Regions from separate parts of the Drosophila melanogaster genome. Here region 2 is linked to region 1. A link is a contact called in public Hi-C data. All regions are on one chromosome and are shown on one strand. Each heading gives the region's core, a stretch centred on a gene start, on an enhancer-like site or on the middle of the called end of the contact. The rest is flanking DNA. Distances are from core to core; before and after follow the strand shown. Region 1 overlaps CG43867. Region 2 has its middle 5.4 kb from the start of a6.

What was found. A called contact is a pair of places that touch in the nucleus more often than the background predicts.
Region 2: a Hi-C map of the Kc167 cell line shows a contact between it and region 1, with 4 times the contacts expected there. The contact joins two enhancer-like sites. A contact is called at or near these places in 2 of 107 Hi-C or Micro-C datasets (the Kc167 cell line and embryo).

Annotation. Positions count from the first base shown.
Region 1 is chrX:865,422-871,240 of dm6, reverse strand. The region is part of intron 3 of CG43867; the gene reads left to right. Among named protein-coding and RNA genes, the nearest start is that of CG14634, 5.7 kb to the right of the region's middle. Within about 2 kb of position 2,635, at least 11 of the 39 cell types and tissues checked have an H3K27ac peak or open chromatin away from gene starts, as enhancers often do. A contact at or near this core is called in the Kc167 cell line, where this site is marked.
Region 2 is chrX:1,698,376-1,704,194 of dm6, reverse strand. No RefSeq gene overlaps it. Among named protein-coding and RNA genes, the nearest start is that of a6, 5.4 kb to the right of the region's middle. Within about 2 kb of position 2,909, at least 6 of the 39 cell types and tissues checked have an H3K27ac peak or open chromatin away from gene starts, as enhancers often do. A contact at or near this core is called in the Kc167 cell line, where this site is marked.

The DNA.
Region 1 (5,819 bases), core at 1,386-3,885:
CAGGTCGCCCTAGGAGGTCAACTTGTGCAGTGCCGGTGTATTTGTTTAGTAGCCTGGCCGGCTTGACTATGTTTTTATTTCATATGCATATTCAGCTTTAACGAGTTTGATTCAACTTTAATTTAATGTCCTATCGATATTCCGCCATCTCTATCCTGTCGTTCTGCAGCCTGTGCTTTATGGAGATTTCGCGGGCCATGTCCAGACAGAGGGAGCTTCTGTATAATTTTGTATAATTTTAATCCAATTAAACTTAATTAACTTGTGTGCAGCTGAACGTAACTGTAAACCAGCCGGCCATTTTGGTGGCGCCCACTGTTACTCCGGGTCGTGGGCCTCGTATCCGGAGTCGTAATTATTACCACTTACGGCTAAATACTCCAGTTTCCTTCTTTTTTCCCCAGCTCAGCTCATGGGGCTCAGAAAGTTCAAGGAGTGTGTGTGGCGGCCACACAAATTCCCGTATCATGCAACCGCAGCAACAACGAGAACAACAGGAGTGAAAAGTTTTAGCCAAATTCCGAGGGGTGGATGGATAAACTTTTCGCCTTAATATCACCACCCACCCACCTTGCCTTGCCACTTTGCCTAGCGTTGTTGTTTAGCTTTCGCCGCTTTTGCTTCTGGCTGCGCTGGCTACTTATAGACGCATCAAATTTATGTTTCACCTTCTGCCGGGGTATAAATCTTTGTTATGCGCCAAAAAATCGCGCACGGCGATCCAAAAGAGCTACAAAATCTCATTCGCTTCTGCGGCGGCCGCGTAATTATTTCCGACCTTTTTTCCGCAACTCGCTCTTTCAACTTCCGCTTTTCTTTTACACTTTTTTAATTTTTTTTTTTTTTTTTTTGGGTTCTCGAAAAGTTTGCCAGGCCTGTGATGTGCATTTCATTTGCTGCTTTTAATTAAGGCCCGTTCCGGACGGAAAGGCCGCCCCTACGTACACTGAAAAAAGGCCCCGAGGCTTAACTTTGCTTACACGTTTGCCACTCACTTCCCAATGAGTTTACTATTTATGACCCCTGTATGAGCTGTGATTAATCAGAGACTGAGAATGGAGGCCATGTTAGTTGTATTCCAAGGAAATCAATGATTTACCCCTCTATCGCATCAATCAAACAGCGGCAATTGCCTTGACATTAGCCATAAATTACGTGAATAAAGCGTTCCGGGAATACGAAATCAGAACCTCGGTCTGCAGCCAATGAACCGCATAACAAACCGTAAACGGTTTCCGGTTGCCTCCCCTGCAAATTAAATAATACCGTATCCCGGATCGCAAAAAGGAGTAAAGGATCGGGGCCGGCATGGTAAGGAAATCTAAGCCAATTGCGGTTGTTTTTGCCTTTGGCAGTGTCAGACAGTGAAATATTTGTCGATAACTATTAGCAAGTGGTGCATGAAATGCGATAACATTAATTAGCCGGGGCAACGAACCACAAGTGGTGACCCCGATCACCCAGTTCCGCCCATTCAACGTGGTTGAATACCCGGCATATGCATAGCAATACAGTCTCGCTTCGGGTATTTAATTGCCATCCATGGCTTTAGTAATAATAATAACAACGATAGATTCCCGGCCTCCTAATTAATGGCGGGAATATAAGCCTTATAACGTTCCATCCCGATAGGGATAAGATTGTGAACATTTCAAGGAAATAAATCTTAAACCCCACATACGTTCATATGTATGAATGTTGGGATTTTTATGCAATGCGTAAATGCAGAAACAAGCTGGATAGCATATTCAAGTTGGCATAGTCAAAAATCTTCTTTGAGCTTTTCCTTTTTCTCAGGCTTAATATAAAAGCAACAAAATCTTAGGAAAATGCGACTTACGCACACCCACACACCATCTACACGCGAGTGTGAGTGAGTGACACAAATACAAGACGACAGATGCCACTTAGAGGAGCAGAAGCGAGGCAAGGAAGTAAAGTGGGGAGGCGAATAAGAGGACGGCCATGTTGGCAACCATGTCAACACTTATCTTTATGAGTTTCCGCTTTCTGTAAAGTCATTGACATGTATTTTTCCTTTCTTCTCCCGCCTTTTGATACTCCGCAGCCGTTTGGCACTTTGGGCGTAACGCATACAATAATCTGCAGATACAGATACAGATGCAGATACAAGTTTGATACCACTTATTTAGCTGCCCAGAAGTACATTTGATACGGCATCCGCTAAATAAATAGCCATTGCCCTTGCTTCGTATTCCGATACGTAATCCAAGGCATTCGAGGATCCCAAATAACGTTTACATTCTGTAGTGAGTATTTTGTAGTCGGTTTATTCGACCAAACCTTATTTTGGATATTTTTTTGCTGCGCCTATTTCAACATAAGTAAACTCAAAACTTGAGTACAGCGGGAACGAGGATGAAAGTCATGCCTGCGTGTTTATGTGCTTGCCGAGCTTGTGCGACTCTTGCGCAGTTTTTTACGAGTATCTGGGTCCTCGAAATCATTGGCATCTCTTAGCGCTCAGACTCGCACCCAAGCAAATTGCTGAAATCGCAAGTGTGCTTTTAGGCGTTAAATGCTATAAATTACTTTTCGAACGGCATAAATAAGAGTAAAGTCATTGAAATTGGCTCACTCCCAAACACCCACGCCAGATGGCGTCTTCGTCGTCTCGTAATCAGCATATTTCGCCGTATGTGTGTGTCTCTGCGTCTGTATGTGTGCGCGGCTCCATAGCCATGTGTGCGTTTGATCCTGCCCTGGGGAGCCACTAAGTGATGATTTGCTTTGGGGCGTAACCTGAGCACAGCACCTAGGGGAGGAATGCGTGGCGGATAAACTTTATTTTTATAGATGAACAACCAAGTTTACGTTTGCCAGTCGCATAAGAAGTTTCTAAGCATTTCACTCAGTGTGGACCCTATAGATCTGTGGCAATGTATGCGCAAACTTTCATCTAGTCGTAGGTCACCTTTTGAATGTCCCATTCGTCAATTGTAATTGGTAGTTTAGTTGGACACAAACTGAACCTTTATTTTACTGCTTCCCTAGACACTTGAGTCTCAACATGCCACAACAGTTCGCTAAACAGAACGGCATCAACACGATTCAGAGGGGCAATACTTTCTTTTGCAGTGCCCAACGTGGGGCTCTGACTGTATGAATACTCGTAAATATATTTATTTTTATTCTTTCGAAAACTCTGGGCGCAAGTAAAGCGGAAACCTGCAGCTGATGCCCCTGCTTTCGCCTGCCGTTTTTATAGGGTCTGACAGCCTCTCACGCTTTTCACTTTTATTATCCTTTATGTGCGATTTCACACCTTCAATTGCAGAGAAGGCGGCGAGTGCGAGGAAGAACAGCTTGCCACACGTAGCAGCAAATCAAAATCTTGAATTTATTCCACATACGAAGCGCATGAATTTCAAATTACTGTGGGAACACCCACCTACGTCTACAGGAACACTGACCCAGCTAGCGCATACCGCTAACTTTAACCTCCTGCCTCTTTCGTGGACGTGTGCAACACGTTGTGTGGCAGCCATATCGCACAGGGTGCTGCTTCTACTGCTGCCACTCGTTTTCCATTCCCATCTTGCCCAGGATAATGACTGCACTGTGGTCGTGCCTCAAAATGTTTGAAGCCCTCCACCTTTTAGTCTTATTTTTCACGAGTCTGAGCCTGAGTCTTAGTATAAGTGTAAAGCAGGAGTTATGGAACTCTTTCAGGGGCAGGAAGTCCAGAACCAAAGTGTAGTATCGAACATGAAAAAACAAAGATAGCGAGAGAACGGGCCAATGAACGGCTCATTTGAAATTCATGCGGCCACTCACTGGGTGCATAAAGCAATCAAATCAACCACATAACACCAACACCACAAACTCACTCGCACATATACTTGGGGATTTTCATGCTCTCCTCGGAGGATTTCCCCTCTTGCCCGTTTCGACTTTTCCTGCTTTTTTCTTCGCCTTGTAGCATTTCTGTCGGTTTCATACACGTTTCATTCGTGTAAATAATAAATAAGCTAAGCTGACTTTTGTGGCGTGCAAAACGTTTTGCTCGTCCTTCGCGCACCTCCAGAAGCCGGAGGATGTGTTGGCCCAAAGAGACCAGGCGAGGCTATCGATTCCAAATCTCAACCGAAGTCAAATATGACAAGCCTAAACAAAAGCGAAAGTTTGCCACTTGCTCAACCCTTTGCCAGTTGTTCACCCCCGGCTTTGCCTTCATTTGGAACCCTCCATCCATGATTTATGCATGACCCGGAGGCGCTCGACCCAAGTTGGGGTGTTGTGCCGTGGGGGGGGGGGGGGGGGGCGGAAGGGATAAAATGGACAGGGGCTGGGGGTTGATCAAAGCTGATTCATGCTTGCATGCGAATTGTCCATGCTGGATTCAATGGGGATGACCTGGAAGTGGGTTAACCAGCATTGCTTTGCATGGATTTCTTTTTTTTTTTTTACCCATAATAAGTTGAACGTAAGTTCTCCTTGTGATGTATTTGCAGTTGATGCTAACCCAATTAAAGAACTTGCCACTTTTAACGGGGACCGTGGCGAATATAATCAGTTGCATGTCCAAATTCCCACGAATCCTTTGTCCGTGTCAAACCAATTAGTTAGTGCAACTAATAAAATAAGAACTAAAGAGAGCAGGATTCTGCTTTGGTCAGCTGGGTGGAGAATTGAGTAAATTGGAGTGGAAAGGGCAGCAGAACCTGCACACAGCAATTTGACTTTTCCATCAATTATTTAGACACAGCAGCGAAAATAATGATGATGACGGAGGAGGGGAAGGCGATGGTCCTGATGGCGATGCAGATGCACGTTGGGGTAGCCGGTTTGGAGGGGAAAAACGTGGTGGGTAAAACAACCGCTTCAACTATTGGCAGCTAATTAATTGAATTCTGTTCGATAACGTGTTGCAACTTTTCCCCGCCGAAAAGAAGGGCGAAAATGTGGGGTCAAGTTGCGTAACAAGTTTGGCGCATAAAGTCATTAAAGTTTTCTGATTCGATTTGGCGTCTTATCCCTCTCATCCGTTTCCCATTTTTTAATTCCTGCGCGCAAAACTTTCTAAGCTCCCGAATTAATGACGCCCCAACCAAACGATGTTATCGAAAAAGGGGTTGCAAAACTTTGGCCATAATAATATTGATAACCTCGTTATATCTGGAATAGGACGAGCTCCGTAGGCATTACGATTCGATTCCTCCGATTGGTTGCAGAAACCACTTGGAAATCGAATACTCAGCGGAAAACATTTAAAACACTGTCTCCTGTTTGCGGGCTGCGCTGCCCTATTTCCCGAATTTCCCTTAAATGTATGTTGAGCCAGCGAAAATTCCTCGCATAAAGGGGATTGGCAAACGTTTTGTTTAACGGATGTGGGCCTTGTGCCACTCTTATCAGTCAAAAAACATTCACACTTACACCGTTACTCTCTCACTTAAAGCGAGCTATAGAAGATGCATAAATCCCGGCCAAGAACTTTAAACGGGCAATGTTGAAACGGGAAAGCGCCATAAACATGTGGGAAATGCATTCTTTATTATTTGCTAATTGTGTTGCTTTCAAAGGAACTATACATTTACGCACTTACGTGCGTTTTTGAAATTGTTCATTTTACTGATGATGTGAGCCAAGTAAATTGGTTTTGAGTTATGTTTGATTGCATTAAAGGGGCAGGGGGTGAGGATACGTGGTGCTGTCACTACAGCTTAAGTTCGCCCCTTGCTTCATCCTGTGCTCCATTAATTTAGCAACAGAAAGAGAGAAGCAACGCACACAATCCTGCTTCATCCCCTGTTGATCCCCTTTTCAGTCAGTCCCTGCCACGCCCATTTGATTGG
Region 2 (5,819 bases), core at 1,660-4,159, 830 kb before region 1:
GCCATCGGACGGGGAATTTTATTACGAATTCAACGATGTATTACATTCCATTATTGGATATTTATTTATATTGTTATGACCAAAAGACCGTTTATTTTTTGAACGAAAATCAGTGTTTTGCAAAAATAGTAACCCTAAGTGAGATTTTTTATCATAACTTTCTTGAAAATCATCGCATAGGCATAAAAATCACTGTTTTGTGCAGCTTATTATCCCAATTAACGATCCCAATCACTATTCTGGCGGTTTCCAAATAATTTTTTTTTCAAAATTTCGCTCTTTTTGTAAGGGGTAACATCTTTATTTTTTGCGAAAAATGGCCAAAATTTAACATTTCAAACCTTGAACGCCATCGGACGGGAAATTTTATTACGAATTCAACGATGTATTACATTCCAATATTGGATATTTATTTATATTTTTATGACCAAAAGACCGTTTATTTTTTGAACGGAAATCAGTGTTTTGCAAAAATAGTAACCCTAAGTGAGATTTTTTATCATAACTTTCTTGAAAATCATCGCATAGGCATAAAAATCACTGTTTTGTGCAGCTTATTATCCCAATTAACGATCCCAATCACTATTCTGGCGGTTTCCAAATAATTTTTTTTTTCAAAATTTCGCTCTTTTTGTAAGGGGTAACATCGTCATTTTTTGCGAAAAATGGCCAAAATTTAACATTTCAAACCTTGAACGCCATCGGACGGGGAATTTTATTACGAATTCAACGATGTATTACATTCCATTATTGGATATTTATTTATATTTTCATGACCAAAAAACCGTTTATTTTTTGACTGAAAATCAAAGTTTTTATGATAACTTTCTTGAAAATCATCACACAAGCATAGAATCACTGTTTCGTGCAAGTAACGATCCCAACTAACTAAACTAAACTATTTCGAAAGGATTCTTTTGGTGCAGCCGAGGAAAGCCAAAGACTACCCTGCTTCAACTGGCCGAGCAAGTATCTGTCTGCGAAAGTGTAATCTATGGCCCAGACCACTGCAGACTATTTGTATTAATTTGTTGTTGGTGACTGCGTGGTGGCTGGCGTGGTTGGCATAGTCCTGCGAAACTATTGAAAGCGATGGGAACTGACTCGAAAAATGCGACCCCCCAGTCAGCCAAAAGGCAGCGACCGAGCCGCGCCAACAGTCTAATAGAAAAGTTCCGGAGGAGCATGGGTCGCGTGGGGCAGCCGAATCCTCGACAGCCCCCGATGCAGGCGAGGCTGCACCTGATGCGATGACTGCAGAATGCATGTGGAGGAGCCCATGGCCAGCTTAATTGTTTTCAATTAACAAGCAAATTGGATGTTTTTGTCTGCGTGGCAGAGGCAACCTCAGCCCTTTGATTAATTAAACAACATTATTTTAGCTTCGTTACGAAAAGCAATGCGGCCAATCGCCCACCTCAAAAGCGAGCAACAAAAATATGTTAAACCCGGAATCGGATAGGGAAATCGATGTGATCACTTGGTAGGTGCGTACAATGGGGCTAAGGATAATCGAGGGAGTTAGTTAGCTTTTCTTTTAGCACTTGATAAGCTGATAATCTAAACGCGATGCTCGTTACGATGCTCTCTCCTGCTTTGATTTTAAATTATTCACACGCCGCTCCATTGAATATTCGCAGTCTGATAGAAATAGATCGCAGGCAGACATGACCGGCCCATTATGGCAATCACTGGGAACAGAACTCGGAGCAGCTATTAAGCGGAGCATAACGGATAGCGGAGAACTTGCAAAGCGTTTCATCCAATTAGAGAGTGTTGTTTCATTGTTAATTGCTCCATCAGCATCGAGCATCTGCGGACGGAGGCGAAGTGGGAGGACGAGGACGAGGACGAGGACATGAACTTGGCCGAGGCAGCTTTTTAAGTTTTGCCGGCGAGCAGCGCATTCCCAATGAGCTGTAATTAACTTTATCCGAAAATCTTCGCAGCCGGTGGCTGGAGTGGAGGCTGAGTCACCCAGCCAGCTGATGGCGGTTGGCTGATGGCTGGTGTCCGCATCAGAGTAACTGAGCACACCGCTCCAGTGCCGGCGTTTTCATCAAGTTAGCAAGTCAAAGTTGTTACGTTGGCTTGTTAGTGGCCAGTGCGACGGGCACGGTTTGCGCCGGCAAGCAGCTCATCGGCTGGGGGTTGGATTCGCTTAAAGATGCCCTAATTTATGGCCGCTTTATGTGGTCGCTCGTCGTGTGCGCCGGGGCAATCCTTTTCGACACCGTCAAGTCCTGCCAGCGAGTGGAGCCCAGTGCCGGGCTGGTCACTTGAGGCGTTGGAGCGCACACAATCACTTCAGCTAGCTTCGTGTTAGCTTGAGCTTGTTTTGCTTTCAGACATTTCCTTCTTCGCTTGGGGACGGGGCTGTTCGGTGGCTCCATTGTTGTACCCGGATCTGTTTCCTGATTATTTTTGTAATTGTTGTTTAAGTTGTTGTGGCTCGAACAACCGCAATTCCTTCTCAGTGGAGTCGTTTTGGTCGGGCGTGATTTAATTGAAATCAATTAGCGGTAATGGGTGGTCATTAAGCTGGCTTAGTTCCTAGTCCTTCCGCAAATTCGTCAGTTCATTCGTTTTTTACGCCGCTGCCACTTTAATTCGGCACTTTACTCCTTAGCCGGGCAGATGGAACCTCGGTCCGAGCAGGCCCACAAGTTCGAGGCTCGTTTAAATGGAATTTAATGCAAATTGAACGCAAAGTTTTCCAAATACATTTCAATTAGAAAGTGGATACCCAAATAAGGGAGTTGTGCGATGCTCCGCCGAAGCAATCACTAACAATAACAAATTAACTGGGCCGCCAGCAAGCTCCAAGCTCGGAGCTCCACACCCAACCCAGTCCAGTCCAGTTCACATATTAAATGAAGGCATAACATTTGCCATCCACAAACGCACCAAAAGTATTTCCCCCTTGGCAGGCTGATAAGGGCGCCAAGGATGGGGACATTGCAGGCTGGAGCATGGGGCACTGCAAAAGTGGCGGATGAGCAGTTGGCTGGTCGCACTTGGAAGTGCGCGGGACAACAGGAGGAGGCCAAGCAGGGGCACAGGATGGGGGCAGGATGGGCACAGGACGAAGGACGAACGCAACTTTTTAACTGGGTTTTTAGCGTTGCCTATTTCGTTCAGTGCTGCGGTTGGCTCAGTGTCGCTCCACTTGGCAAAACGTTACATCCTTTGCTTTGTCGACAGTCCTTTTTTTTTAAATTGTTTTGCTGTTTATTGCAAAATTACACAAAAACAATGCACGTTGATGAAGACGCAGAAACAGAAACTAAAACAGATACGGAAGCCGCCGAGCAATGGGCACTTAGTCGACTTGAGAAGGTCGAAGCCGGTAATACCCTTGGTGATCGAAGGTGTCCAAAAGTGGGTACAAATCCTCATTGAATCTGTTAGCTTTCATTTGCCTGATTTCAGAACAAATAGGCGAATTCAACTTGAATGTCAAAGATATTGGCTCACTTAGTGTTCCACTAAGTGGAATACCCTCGAAAAGGGTACAAAGCATAAGCCAAGCAGCAGACGAGACGGCCAAATGATGATGATGATGGTGATGGTGATTGTGATTGTGATGACGTTGGTTGCGACGTCGAAGAGGAAAGCACAGAGTACCAAAGCGAAAGCAAAAGCAAAAGCCCCAAAACAAAGGAGATAACTGCGTGGGCTGGTGGGGCAGTGGTAGCCATAGTCGCAGTCGTAGTCGTGGCCATAGTCAGTGCAACTGGAGGCCACCAGAAGCAGCAGGAGCAGCAGAATCAGGCAGCGCAGCAGCACAAAATAAAAACTTTCCGAAATGGGAAAACTTTTTTCTCCAACGAGGACACACGGTCAGGGCAGCAAGGACGCAAGGGGGCGGCAACGACCAGTAACGAGCCAAGTTGAAATATCTTTATTGTGTATCAAACCATTTGTATTAATTAGAAGCGGTAGCGCCGGCAAAATAATTACAACAATGCAAAGGGAAGCAAAAGGACAAAACCGATTGCTCCGTCCGGAGAACTGAGAAAAGAGAATATTCAGTTGGGCCGTGGACTTCCACTGGCCATGTAAATACGTGGCCACTCGACGGCAACTCGCCCTCTGTGCCCAGCGGAACCAAGGGCAATTCGAACTGGATCAGCTGGGGAATAAAATGGATTTGGAACTGCAACAAGACTGCATGTATCAGTGCCCATAGCCGTACCAGGACCAAGACCAGTATCAGTACCAGTACCAGTACCCATCACCAGTGCCAGAGGAGAAGGACCAGTGAAGGGTGGCCCAATATAAAATCTAAAGCAGCCAGCGGAAATTCGAGCCAAGCCGGGTGATAATAAACTTATTTACTGCATAGTTTACGTACTGCAGATATCACTCATACGACATGGTGCCGTGCCGAACATTCAACATGCACCCTGCTGTAAAGTGCGATACGGCTACAAGTTGCGAAAACGAACTGCGCCGGCGAAGCCCAGGACAAGTTAATGCGAGCACACTCCCCCAATCGCACAAACATATCTCTATCCACATCACCATACCCAGACCTATCCCCCCATACCCATTCCCAGATGCCCGGAATACCCTCGACTGGGCACGGATATGGATATGGAAGTGAATATGAATATGGGAGGGGTGGATGTGGATGTGTATCGAATAGACGCATGATACAGCTAGTGAAATATAAGTACGTACAAGCATAATGCGATCGTAAAAAGGCTTTTCATTGCGAGCATAAAGTATTAAGCTACTTTGCAGCATCTTTGCATGCATTACCAAGGATAATACACAGACAAACGTCGCCGGCCTGCTCAAGTGCCACTTCCACTGCCACTCCCCATTCCCACTCGCATGTCCAATCCCACTGCCACTACCCACACACAAACACACACACGCTCGGCAAGAAGGGAATCACGTCTCCGCCAGCCAGATTAGCAGGAGTATGTATGTGCAGCAAGGCCTGCAACTCGTGGAAGACGCGAAATTGAATCCGTCGAGGGAAGTGAAATTGGCATTGGCACGATGAGAGGACTAGGACCATCGAGCCGTAGTTATGAAATGTTTTGCTGCCCCCCATTCCTCGCGACGAGTTGGAAAACTCCAGGACTCGATACCCATACCGAACGGACTTACAAGCGGTCGCAAGTGACCGAAGATATTTTATTGCCACGTCCATGTGGCCACACGGAGACAATCTCTAAGTAAGACGCCACTTGCAAATGGACACAAGGATTCCGAGTCTGTGTAAATACATTTTTGCGACGCGCTTGCTTGTTTATTTGGCTGGCGACTTTAGCCCGGTTTCAGTTTCAGATTCATTTTCATTTTCAGTTAACTTCACTCCTTCCGCACTTCACTCAGGCACACCCACACCAACATCCAGACCAACACACACACACACACACACTTCCTGGCAGGACACCCACGCAAACTCGTGCACACACTGCTCAGTTGGACGGCCGGCGACATTTTCGTTTTGGCATTTCGCATGCAATTTGCGGTTCATTGATTCGGAAGTTTTCCCATTTAACTTAAGCCTCTTTAACAATCCTATTGACGCAAATTTCTACTTACCGTTGCCCGGGCACTTGCCGCCGCAGTGGAACCGATACCACCGATGCCACCGATGCAGATGGTTCACTGCCATCCACACTGAAACGGAACAGATGCCTTTGCAAGTGCTCCGGTTGGTCGGTCGGTCGGTCGGTCGGCCGATCCCCCTATGCCCTTCATTCCTTTGATTGCTGTTCACCTCAGTGTCCACTTAGTGCCAGTACCCCCCACATCCCATCTCAACTCATTCCAATCCCATTCCCGGCCAGCAGCAT